Linked DNA regions of Sus scrofa: region 1 is linked to region 2. Evidence: chromatin contacts called from public promoter capture Hi-C data. All regions are on one chromosome and are shown on one strand. The core of a region is the stretch at or near the end of the contact, and the rest is flanking DNA. Distances in the headings are between cores, read along the strand shown.

The links. Promoter capture Hi-C pulls out the DNA fragments that hold promoters and counts their contacts.
Region 1: a promoter capture Hi-C map of liver shows a contact between it and region 2, with 15 times the contacts expected there. The contact joins the promoter of TPR here to the promoter of TRMT1L in region 2. A contact is called at or near these places in 3 of 5 promoter capture datasets (fetal liver, fetal skeletal muscle and liver) and 2 of 2 datasets of contacts at active chromatin or transcription factors (alveolar macrophages and skeletal muscle).

Annotation. Positions count from the first base shown.
Region 1 is chr9:127,536,661-127,542,138 of Sscrofa11.1, forward strand. TPR (nucleoprotein TPR) reads right to left here and starts at 3,733. Exons shown (of 52, transcript XM_013977898.2): 1 at 3,580-3,733; 2 at 2,930-3,235; 3 at 1,229-1,333. The coding sequence starts at 3,649. It overlaps C9H1orf27 (protein odr-4 homolog), which reads left to right and starts at 3,788. Exons shown (of 18, transcript XR_002335971.1): 1 at 3,788-4,007; 2 at 4,855-4,959.
Region 2 is chr9:126,344,218-126,350,040 of Sscrofa11.1, forward strand. It overlaps TRMT1L (TRMT1-like protein), which reads right to left and starts at 3,059. Exons shown (of 16, transcript XM_021102636.1): 1 at 2,597-3,059; 2 at 1,063-1,200. The coding sequence starts at 2,810. SWT1 (transcriptional protein SWT1) reads left to right here and starts at 2,976. Exons shown (of 19, transcript XM_013979933.2): 1 at 2,976-3,107.

The DNA.
Region 1 (5,478 bases), core at 2,483-4,982, 1.2 Mb after region 2:
AAGAATAGTCTTGATAATGGACAATAATAATGATGGTCAGACAATGGATTAGATCTAGCTACTCAAATATTTATACCATCACTACATATGCACACACACCATCATGTGTATATGTTGTATTTAAAAATGAGATGAGCCAAAATTAGCTTAAAAGAGTTTTGACTCAAACAGCCAATAGGCATGGGCCTGGTTAAGAAAGACTAATGTGTCAGCCATTCTCTTGATTATTATTGCCTTGCATTACCAATTAAATTAATATCCAGCTATATCCAATAACAAATATTATGCCTCTACTCTCTAAACATTTTCCTGACATTTGCTTTCTTCTATCATAAACAAAGGACATAAAACATTCATCCTCCCCAGAAGTGTCAGACCTTTCAGACCTTGTGTACCTTCTAGAACTTAAGAAGAAAATTAGCTGCTCATGTTTCAAGGGAATTAGGCCTTAAAAAGGAAATTATATCCTGAGATTCATAAGTATTTATAAAAATTAACGAAGAGAATTAAAACACAAATACAGTAATGGAACTAATAAGCTTTGACTTTAATTTTTCAACAACATAAAAGTAACTATGTCACTCTCTTTATTTGCAGTTGCATAATGATTTAGCCTTTTCAAGATGCTTTCATATGTATCTCATCTAATCTGTACAGCTATTTAAGTGTGGTTCTAGCCATTTTATACACAATAATCAAACACTAGCGTCATTTACATATTATAAAAGAGCTTTTAACAGCAGGCAGAATTAGAACTCATGCCTCTTGACTATTAAGCCCTATATATATTTTTATTTTTATCATTATCATTATTATTTTTTGTATTTTTAGGGCGGCACCTGTGGCATATGGAGGTTCCCAGGCTAGGGATTAAATCGGAGCTGTAGCTGCTGGCCTACACCACAGCCACAGCAATGCCAGATCCAAGCCGTGTCTGCGACCTACACCACAGCTCACAGCAGGGCAGGATCCTTAACCCACTGATAAATGCCAGGGCCCAAACCTACAACCTCATGGTTCCTAATTGGATTCGCTTCCACTGTGCCACAATGGGAACTCCAAGCCCTGTAGTCTTACAAAGCCCTTACCACTAAGTGAAAAATCATATTCCATAAATGAAAATAAGGACAATTAATATTTTCATGAACAGTGTTTCCAAAGCAAACAAAGAAGTATCTGAAGACCTCAATACGCCAAGGATAGTAGAAGGATATAAACAAATACTTACTAAGCTTCTCCAGCTCAAGCCGCAAGCTTTGGCATTCTCGGGTTTCATTCACAAGTCTCTCCTGACTGTGGGACAGCCTCTTCTCTATCTCAAAGTACTGCTGTTCTATAGATAACCAGAGAAAAAAATAAAATCAAACACACATGTGCACACACTTTCAATACTGCCACTTATTTTTAATAACCTTGATTTTAAATAATGAGTCATAGTTTCAGAACTAGAATTGGAGTAAAAAACAGAGTGAACAGAGAAAAGGACTTTAACATTTCCAACTGACTTATATTTACATGACATAAAAAAACAAGGCCTGAGGGGTTTTAAAAAATTATTTGTCTATCCCACAAGATTATGAACCACTTCAAGATATACAACATGCCTTTTTTTTTTTTTTTTTTGGTCTTTTTAGGGCCGCACCTGCGGCATATGGAGGGTCCTAGGCTAGGGGTCGAATCAGAGCTGAAGCCACCAGTCTACGCCACTGTCACAGCAACATCACATCAGAGCTGCATCTGTGACCTACACCACAGCTGAGGGCAACACCGGATCCTTAACCCACTGAGTGAGTCCAGGGATTGAACCTGCGTCCTCATAGATACTAGTCAGATTCATTTCCTCTGAGCCATGACGGGAACTCAAGGTATTTTCCCCACAATCATTAGTACAGTTTTTAGTGTACAGCAGACTAAAAAATATATATTTATTAAATGGAAAAAAAAATTACTTAGGTTAAAAACTACTTTGCTTTAAAAAGACTTGAATTAAAACAGCCAAATACCTGAGTGTATAAAATTACTAAATTTATGTAAAAATAAATATTACATTTCCAAAGGAAGTGACGGATAGTATACTGTTCAGCACAGTATCAGACACAAAGAAGACACTCAATGTTTATTGTGTGAATTAACAAATAGAATGCAGTGTACTACCTTCAATGCTGGGAGCCAGAGAATTAATTTCCATCATAAATTCTCCTTGATAATTACACTTAGATTTTTGAAGTGAAAATTTATCCAGAATTTTCAATCGACCTAGCAAAAGCCAGTTATCAACCTCCTCCAAAAAAACTGGTAAACCAAGACACACAACAAAAGTTTATCTTTTACTAACGGTAATTACTGTGTTCTTAATCTTTCTTCAACGATGTTCACACTACTATTGCAAGGAACTTTCTTATTTGAGAAACTACTACAGGTATTTATAAACAGGTCTTAATACATTTTCTATCAAACCCCAACTTTTAGAGAGAAGTTGGATATATTAAGCATTTACTGAACGGTCACTGTGTTTCCAGCGCTGTCTTATGCACGTACTCATTTTTGCGACCATCTAGGTCATCACGGGCCAGGGCGACACACACTCAGAAGAGGTGCAGGAAGTTATCAATTAGACAAAAGCTTTGAACGTAGATGACTAGAAAACAGAGCGGAATTTACTGTGATTGTACTTGCGACCTACAGACACAATTTCCGTTTACTGGACAACGTTAGGTGTCCCTAAATGAAACCGACTTAATTACAAAGAAAACGGAACCCAATGTGGATTGAAATTTTAAAAACAAACAAACTGTGAGAGGAGCAGCTAAGGGCCTGGGGTGCTCCTGGAGCCGAGGAAGCGATCGAGTGAAGCCGCAGGCAGTGCGAGCTTGCAAGGGGAGACCAGCCATCGCCGTGGAAATAAGGGCGGGAAGAGCGTCGCACTTACCGCTCTCCACCTTAAATTTCTCATGCCGCCCCTTCAGCCCATCGATCTCGGATTGCTGGTCAGCAAGGAACTTTTCAAGTTTGTTCTGGACGGACTTAGGCAGCTTGTTCAGTTCTGCGCGCTCCAGGACTTGCTGCAACACCGCCGCCATGTCGAACGGGCCAGGGACCGCGGCGCCAGGGGCCGACGGAGCAGAAACGATGAACGAGGAAGACCAAGAGGACCCAGAAGCCTGGGCGGCCGCCTCTGCCGCCTCGCTCGGAGGCTCGCGCGCGCCCGCCCGCCGGAGACTCCCGCGGCGGGACCCTGGGAAACCGAGTCCTGCGTTAGCGGCGGCACCAAAAGCGCCACAGCGCCCGCGCCCGCCGCCGGAAGCGGTGCACCCTGGGAATCCGGGTTCAGAGGCAGCCTCTGACCCCGTCCTGCCTTCCTCTTTCCGGCTCTCTTCTCCACCCACGTCGCGCCTCGCTGGCCTCTGGGAAGAGTAGTTTTTTTGATTCCTTCTTGTGCCCAATTCCGCCCCACCCCGTCCTTCTTCTTTCTCCCCGCCCCCCGACTTTCCTCGCCTGCCGCGTGACCACTTGTCCGCTAGGTGGCGCCACACAGTACTCATCATTCACGTTCCTCCCCGAAGAGCAGGGCTACCTTACCGTCAAAGCTCCGGGATGACATGGGTCGTCCTCTTTGGCGGCTTCTAGACACTGAGCCACTAGAGGGCATCGGTCCTGGCAGGGCCTGACGGCAGGCCCCGGGCTACCGCCACGCTCTCAATGGCTCCCGGAAGGGGGCGGGGTGGCAACCGCAGTCGCTTTGGCTGAGGCGCTGCGGTGAAAGGAGGGGGCCAGTTGCGTCATCAATATGCGTCACCTGACTCGAGAGACCCCCCTCCCCACCCCGGCTTTGGAGTGGGAAGTGAGGTGCGGGAAGTCCGTCGCTTTCTGATGAATTCATTGGCTGTGGAATTGGGACCGGGCTGGAATCTGGTCCCTGGGGGCTGGTACTTGCACTTTAAACCCCCTTCTCTGGGGGCTGATAGTTTGACGGATTTGTCTGTCGCACGTGCACATTCTGAGCACAGGTGAGTCAGCCTGAGAGAGAGAGAGAAGAGAGTGTGTGTGTGTGTGTGTGTGTGTGTGTGTACGTGTACGCGCGCGCTCGAGCCCTCGGGCGCAGAGCGCTGCCTTTTCCAGGAGGAAGGAAAGGGACGGAGGGTGGTAAACATATGGATGGACGCTCTTGTACAACAGTCAAATCCAGTTGTGACAGACCTAATTTTTTTTGACAGACCTGCTTTTCTTTTTGTGTATGTGCAGCGGGGTGGGTAACAGTGATTCAACAGAAATTTAAGGAGCTCGATTCATTTTCCAGAAAGAGATTTTAAAGAAACCAACAGGAGTTTAAGTGTACTTTTAATTTTTATGTTACAACTTAAGGTTGCAGAAAATGTTGCCTTGTGTTTATATTTTTAAAGTGGAAAAAATGTGTGGAACAGAAGTTTTTAAACACATTCTTAAAAAAGCCCACTTCTCACCCTGCCAAGAACAGCTTGTTTCCAGATTGTAGTTTTGTGACTTCTAAGCCAAATCCGTAGATTGTTTCATGCTTGATTACTCTTCTGAAAGAATTTGTGAAATTATTTTTTGAAAATAAAGCATTCCTAATATGTCATCCTCCCTACTATCCCCACGACCTTTGAGAACAGTAGGGAGGTTAAGGTTGATTTTTGTCCCCCCAAAATATTTTTTATAAACACTTTAATTAAGGTTGCAGGTATGTGCACTTCTTTATTATGTTCTAGGCCCACAATATTATCATGTTATTGACTTACTACCTGGAAAATGCAGATGTTCTGTACTTGGACTCACAGAATCCTAAAATTAGATAAATTTTCAGATGAGCTGTGGTTTAAATTCTTTATTTTGTAGACTAGGAATCCAGAATCTAAGAAAGTAGATTTGTTTCAAATCATCGTTTGGACAACTTGCAAGCTTCTGATACAAAGCATTTCAGGAAAAATTGAACTGCATACGGTAAGATTTACATTTTTTGTAGTGGAGTGTATTATTTTAAAGGTATTCCTTTTTTTCTTTTTTCCACTTGTGGCATGTGGAAATTCTGGGTAAGGAATTGAACCTGCATCACAGTAATAACTAGAGCCACAGTAGTGGCAGCACTATATTTTTAACCCACGCAGCCATTAGGAACTCCTAAGGGTATTTTTAAATACTGTGGATTTAAGAATGAATAGAAATCTAAATTAGAAATTGATTCTAGAGCCAGACTGCCCAGAATTTAAATCCTACCTTTTCCACTTAGCAACTTTGTTACTTGGGCAATTGACGTTACCTTTTTGTGCCTCAGTTTCTTCATGTGTAAATCAAGGGTGTATATATAGCTCCTACCTCATGGGGTTTTTTTTTGTGTGTGAATTTAAATGTAACTGCATGTAAAGTACCTAGAACAATACCTTATACAAAGTGGAAGCTCTACAAATGTTTGTTATTGTGGCATTGCTGTTTGTCTGTTTCCATAATTACAGCTGTACCATG
Region 2 (5,823 bases), core at 1,809-4,308:
AGAAGTTGGTAGTATAAAAAAGAATATGGGTGAATTGCAACTTGCCTTTTCTTTCTTTTTAAGGACAGAGAGACCTGAATATGTATAGCCCCAAGGAAAGGAAAATTTACAAAGTGGAATCATGAATACAGAATACTAGGAGGTGGTAAATGATAGGAAAAGATCCCCTATGGGATAAACTATAGGGCTCTCCAATATTCATTACATAATTAGGTTATACAATTTAAACTCTATTCTTGACACTGCTGTCTTCCTGCAGATTCACTCCCAGTTCCTTTGTTTCTCTTCTGCATTATTTGTGTCTTTTTTCGTCTGCCCTACAAATAAGCACTAACTAGACAATAGCTATGTCTTACTTATTTCTGTAATGGTTAAGTGCCTAGTGCACTTTCACACAGGAGGCAAGTTTTTAAATAATTTTTAAAAATTAGTCTTTTTGGATGCAGTAGCACATTGAATCAATAATTTTGGAATTCAAGTCAGCAGTATCAAGACATTCCTGCTAAAACTTACTAAAAGACAATTTTCTTACCTTATTCTAAAATGAGAAAAACAAAGAGCAACAAATGCTGTTGGTTAACTTCATTGGTTAATCAGGTATTGTTCAACTGACTTAGAAATTAAGGTAAAAAAATTTTTTTTTCCATTTAACCAAAAACCTTTAATTGCTAGGTCAGTCAGTAAGATTCAGGCAATGAATCCACGTGTACAAACCAACTTATTTAATTAATTTGAAATCATAAAAGCTTTTGGTTTCCAGAGTTCAAAGATCTGTGCATATAAAACAAGATATATAGAACTATATAATAACATGCTTATTTACTGAAATCATTCTAAATCTAGCACAAAATAAGGGAAACGGGCCTGGTTAAGCTAGGCAACTGAAAAATCCTATGGTCCACTACTGAAGAAAATGCTCAAAGATCTGCCTAAAGCTTCATGATTTGCCTATGTACATCTCTGCAATCACTTTCTAGTTCAAGATAGTAGATATTAGACAAACTGTACTTAAATCACACAACCTTTTCAAAACACTAATATTCCAGAAGTCAGCAGGCAAACCTTTTGTTAAATCAGATGAGTCCAAGATGCTAGGAGGTTCTTTTAAAACTTCTTTTTCCTCAATTTTCAATTCTGTTTCAGATATGCCATCTTCATCTTGCCTAGTTAAGACTGACTTCAAAGGACTAACTAGACCATCTAAAAATAATTGAAAAAATTTGATTAATATACGTGTTTAATGCATTTCAGATTTCTCGGTCATTATATATTTGTCTCAGTAATGCATATTCGGGTTTCTCAAACATCATACATTGAATTTTAAGTTACATACTGGTAAATTTTGGAGTATGAACAGAGTCCCAAACTATGTTTAACATGTTTTCGATGTTGGGGAGGTGGAGAAAGCATGCATTCCCTAAAGATGCTAAACCATTTCTGATTTACATAAATATTTGATCTAGAGGTGAGTTAGGGAGGATACTTTACTCAGGGGAGTGTACCTCCTTGCCCCCCATGTAGTTGTGGATGAAAAAACTGGCCTTACTTTGTACCTATTACCACCCTCTCTGTGATGAGGAGAAGCCTCCCTGAGGCTACTGATTGCGTCGTTTCTATGATCTGCCCTACTTCTAAATCTACTGTAACAACTTATATGTTGTTTTAAAATTGCAAAACAATTCCACTAGACCATAACCATCCAAATGTTTTATAAACGTTAATCTCACAACTGGCCTTGAAGTAGGAGAGACAAGAAATGCCTAAGATATTTCGTTATAATTCAGAAAGAGCATAAGGGTCAATTTCAGGACAAAAATTTTAAAAGAAAACTTGCTTAGATTTTACATTAAAAATGTTCAGAAGATTCTTAACAGTGAGTTACTCATCAATCTTTTAAATTCCTTTACGGTCCAATAAAGCACCACTTAGAAAACATGCACGCACATTCAGAAGCACAATAATATAGGCTGTTAATTTTCAACAGCGGACTTGCGAGGAAAAAACGAACTCAATAGGTATTTACGACTGAGGGAAGACATTTGTAATTTAGTCGATTCTTTCTTAAATCACTCATCAGCCTCAAATTCTTTTTGGAAGCAAACAGCTACAAAGAATGAAATAATGAGAAAAACCCATCTCTTGTCTATGTTGAGGCATAAAAGCTAATCAGCACCGGTTTATATATGTTGGCAGTCAGAGTCTGCTACAGTGAACAGGTTGCCTCGGTGACTATTTCATATTTTGAAGGACTTAGTGAACGGGGCTGCGAGGGAAACTACCCAATTAGGTGTAGTTTCTTATTTTTGTACCAGAAATAGGTCCCCTTTAATCAAGAAGCCCCCAATCTCATTACTTCCTTCTGTCCGTAGCACCCTTGGCCTCCGCATATGCTTCACTGTGAGGTCCCCGAGGTTTGCGGCGATGCCTTCCCCCATCCAGTGCCCGTTTTACCCGCTACAGGGTCCCTCCTTCCTTCCCCCATTTCTCTAAATTCGCCTTTTCTCATCAAAGCCACCCCAGTGAAGAAGGGCCTCCCGTACTCCCCAGCAAGGCGCACTTCTGCTGCAGCAGAAAGAGCTGGGCCTCCGGCACTTACTGCTTTCAGCCTCGTCAGGGGCAGAGGCTAGGGACGGGGACAGGGCCGGAGCCTGGGCCAGGGCAGGGGCTGGGACGGGAGCCGAGGCCGGCGCTGGAGCCGAGTCCGGTGCCGGGGCCGAGGCCGGAGCCGAATCCAGGGCCGGGGTCGGGACCTGGCCCTGGGCCCCCTCCACCTCCTCCTTCTCCTGGGGCAGCAGCTCCTCCTCCGCCATATTCTCCGTAGTTACCGCCTCCGTGCCAGGCCCGCCCCGGGACCAGGAGGGGCTCACGGCGGGGTGAGAGAACTGGCGTGAACGCCCAGAGGACGGATCCGAGGAGTGGGGCAGCAAAAGGGGAGGGCAGGATGCGGGCAACAGACAAAAGACGAAGAACCAGTGACCCAATCCTGTCAGCAGAAAAATAAAAAGCCAGAGCCGGCGATTCACGGTCCCGTCCGCTTCCTTTTCCCCGAGGCGTAACGACGTCAGCGCACACTGCGCAGGAGCGTGCTGGGGACGGCGTCCAATGAGGTAAGAAAGTGTTGTTTCCACGCTGCGTCTCCTTTCCAGCCGCCCACCCCCGAACCCAACCAGGACTGCACTACCCAGGGTGCACTGCGCCTCCGAGGTGGGGCGGAGCCGCGTTCCCAGTCCGGCGAGGACGTACGTGCAAAGCTAAACAAACGCCCGGAGAGTTCGAGCGGTAGCCTGCGTACGAGCGCAGAACTACATTTCCCACCGGGCATCGGGCTCGGGGTCCCTTCCCCTCGGGGTCCCTTCCCCTGGCCTGGGCGTCCCAAGTGGCCACCGCCGCCGCCGCCAGCGCCGGTAAGTTAAGGTAGGGAGCTGGGGGGCTCGTTGACGTTTCGCTGGGCGGACTCCCCGCCTGCCTCAGGTGCCCTAGTGGGCGGCCGACGGGACGGAGGGATTCCGGGGCCCCTCGAGTCTGGGCGGGGCCACTGTGGGCGGACCGGGGTTGAGCCTGCTTTCCGAAGGGTGTGGTTCTGGCCCGGCCCTGCCTTTGGGGGGCTCCCCCTTGCTGAGGAGTAGGCTTTGGTCAGTTCGTTCCCGAGCCTGTGGGTTTAGGAGGTTTACGAGCCGCCGACGAAGCTCACCTTTCACTCTGGTTGACTTGAAGTTGGAGGGTCTGCCCTTCGTTTCGCACCCTCATCTGACCCGCAGACTCTTTTCCTTTTATCTTTATTTTTGTTTTAACTTAGCTAGTCCCAGTATCAGCGCTGCGCTATGGTTGTAAAATTCCTGTGAATCGGGTATTGCGTTTTTGGGTGGGTGCCCTACCTTAGTTTAGGCTTTTAATGCCCAGAGCTCGTCAGTGTGTGGAGCTCGGGGCGCTTGACTAACGCGATTCAGATTCCACAAGGCAAATGCTCTAGCGTTCTCTGGTTCCCACACTTCTCTTCCCTTTACTCTCGGAGCCTGTGGGAGCTTAAGCCGCGCTCCTTCAAGACAGGGGTAGACGGGGAAAATCTGGATTTTCTGGCTGCTCTGCCAGGGATTTTCCGAATGTTAGTGGCAGCAAGGAAGGAAAGCGAAGCTGCTTTTAATTTCGGTGCAAGACTCGCACTTCCTGTTCGGTTCCTCGTTAATAAAACAGATACTTAATGCCAATTTCATGGGTCTGTTTATTTCCTACTTGTTTCAGTACCCAGGGGAGAGGAATTGTGATTATTTGGCAAACAGGAATTTGTCCCCCAGCGCCCCCCCCCCCGCAAAATTTGGAAGTTATGTGGAGGGGTCTTTCCCCCCCACCCCACAATCAGATTAGTGGAAACGTAGTTTATCCCCTCAAAGGTTTTGTGAATTCTAGTTCTAAAGCCCTCTTAGTGACCGCATACCCAACTTTGAGCTCGTATTCCTGAATGTATACTGCCTCACTGCTCTTCACACTTAATTGAAAATGAGATAATAACACATTATAACACAGATGTGAGTAGTGGTTAACTTTATTTATGCATCATTCTAGAATTGTTGGATTTGTTTATTTCTAAAAAAACTAGATGGATAATTGAAAGCTTGATCCAGTATGTCAGTCTCATCATTTAATACCAGCTGGAAATCAAAAGATGAAAAGAGTTGGATTTTAGCCTGTGCATTCTGTGGTCACTTTAATAAGAATTTCTAAGCATGGTCCCTGCTCTTAAGACATCTTATAGAAGGGGACTTGAAAGTTTGAAGCATTATATTAAGTGAGTGTATTATTCATCTATTGCTGCCTAAGTTATCTCAAAACTTAGTGGCTTAAAACAAGGAAAACATTTATTGTCCTACAGTTTCTATGGACCAGGAATTCAGAAACGGCTTTCTGGTTCTATCTGGTTCTGGGTTTCTCGGGAGGTTGCAGTAAGATACCTGCCAGAAACGCTGCTATGCGAAGGCGTGATTAGCACTGCAGGATCAGCTTCAAAGGTGGCTCACCTGCCTGCCAATTGATTCTTTTGGCAAGAAGCTTTTTTTTTTTTTTTTAATTTATTTATATTTTTGGCTTCACCTGTGGCATGTGGAAGTTCCCGGACCAGGGATCACACCGGCACCACAGCAGTGACAATGCTGAATCCCCAACTGCTAGGCCTCCAGGGAACTCCCTGGCAAGAAATCTTAGTTCTTCCTTGGTGGGCTTCTCATTGGATTACTTGAATGTCCTCAGGACATGGTGGCTGGCTTTTCCTAGAGTGAGCAATTCAAGACACAGAAAGACAGAAGCCATAATGTCTCATTTGACCAAGCCACATGCCGCCATATAGCAAAAATCTATTTGTTACACAGATCAGTTCTTTTTATTGTGACAGGCGACTACTACATAAGACTGTAATTACCAGGGCAGCAGAGATCATCAAGAGCCATTTTGGAGGCTGCCCAGCACAGAAAGTCTCCCTTCATTTAATTTATGTTTTGATTTCCATAAAACCAATGTAAATTTCACACTTATATAAATATATAAACATACAGGGATGTCATAAGTCCACTCTCTGCAGTGTTTTTTATTTTTTAGTTTGTCTTAAGAGTTCAAATTGTGTTTTTTTGTGTTCAGAGCAACTTCAGACCAACATGAATGGGTTTAAATTGTAAAAGGTAACATACCAGTTCTTTGCCTCTAAGCAATTTATGGCCTGGAAGTTACTGTTTTTCATTAAATCTTTTCTCCCCATGGAATGGAACGAAAGAGAAATAAGGATTATTAATCTAATATGGAAGCTCAACTGTGCATTCAATTATTGTCATAAATTCT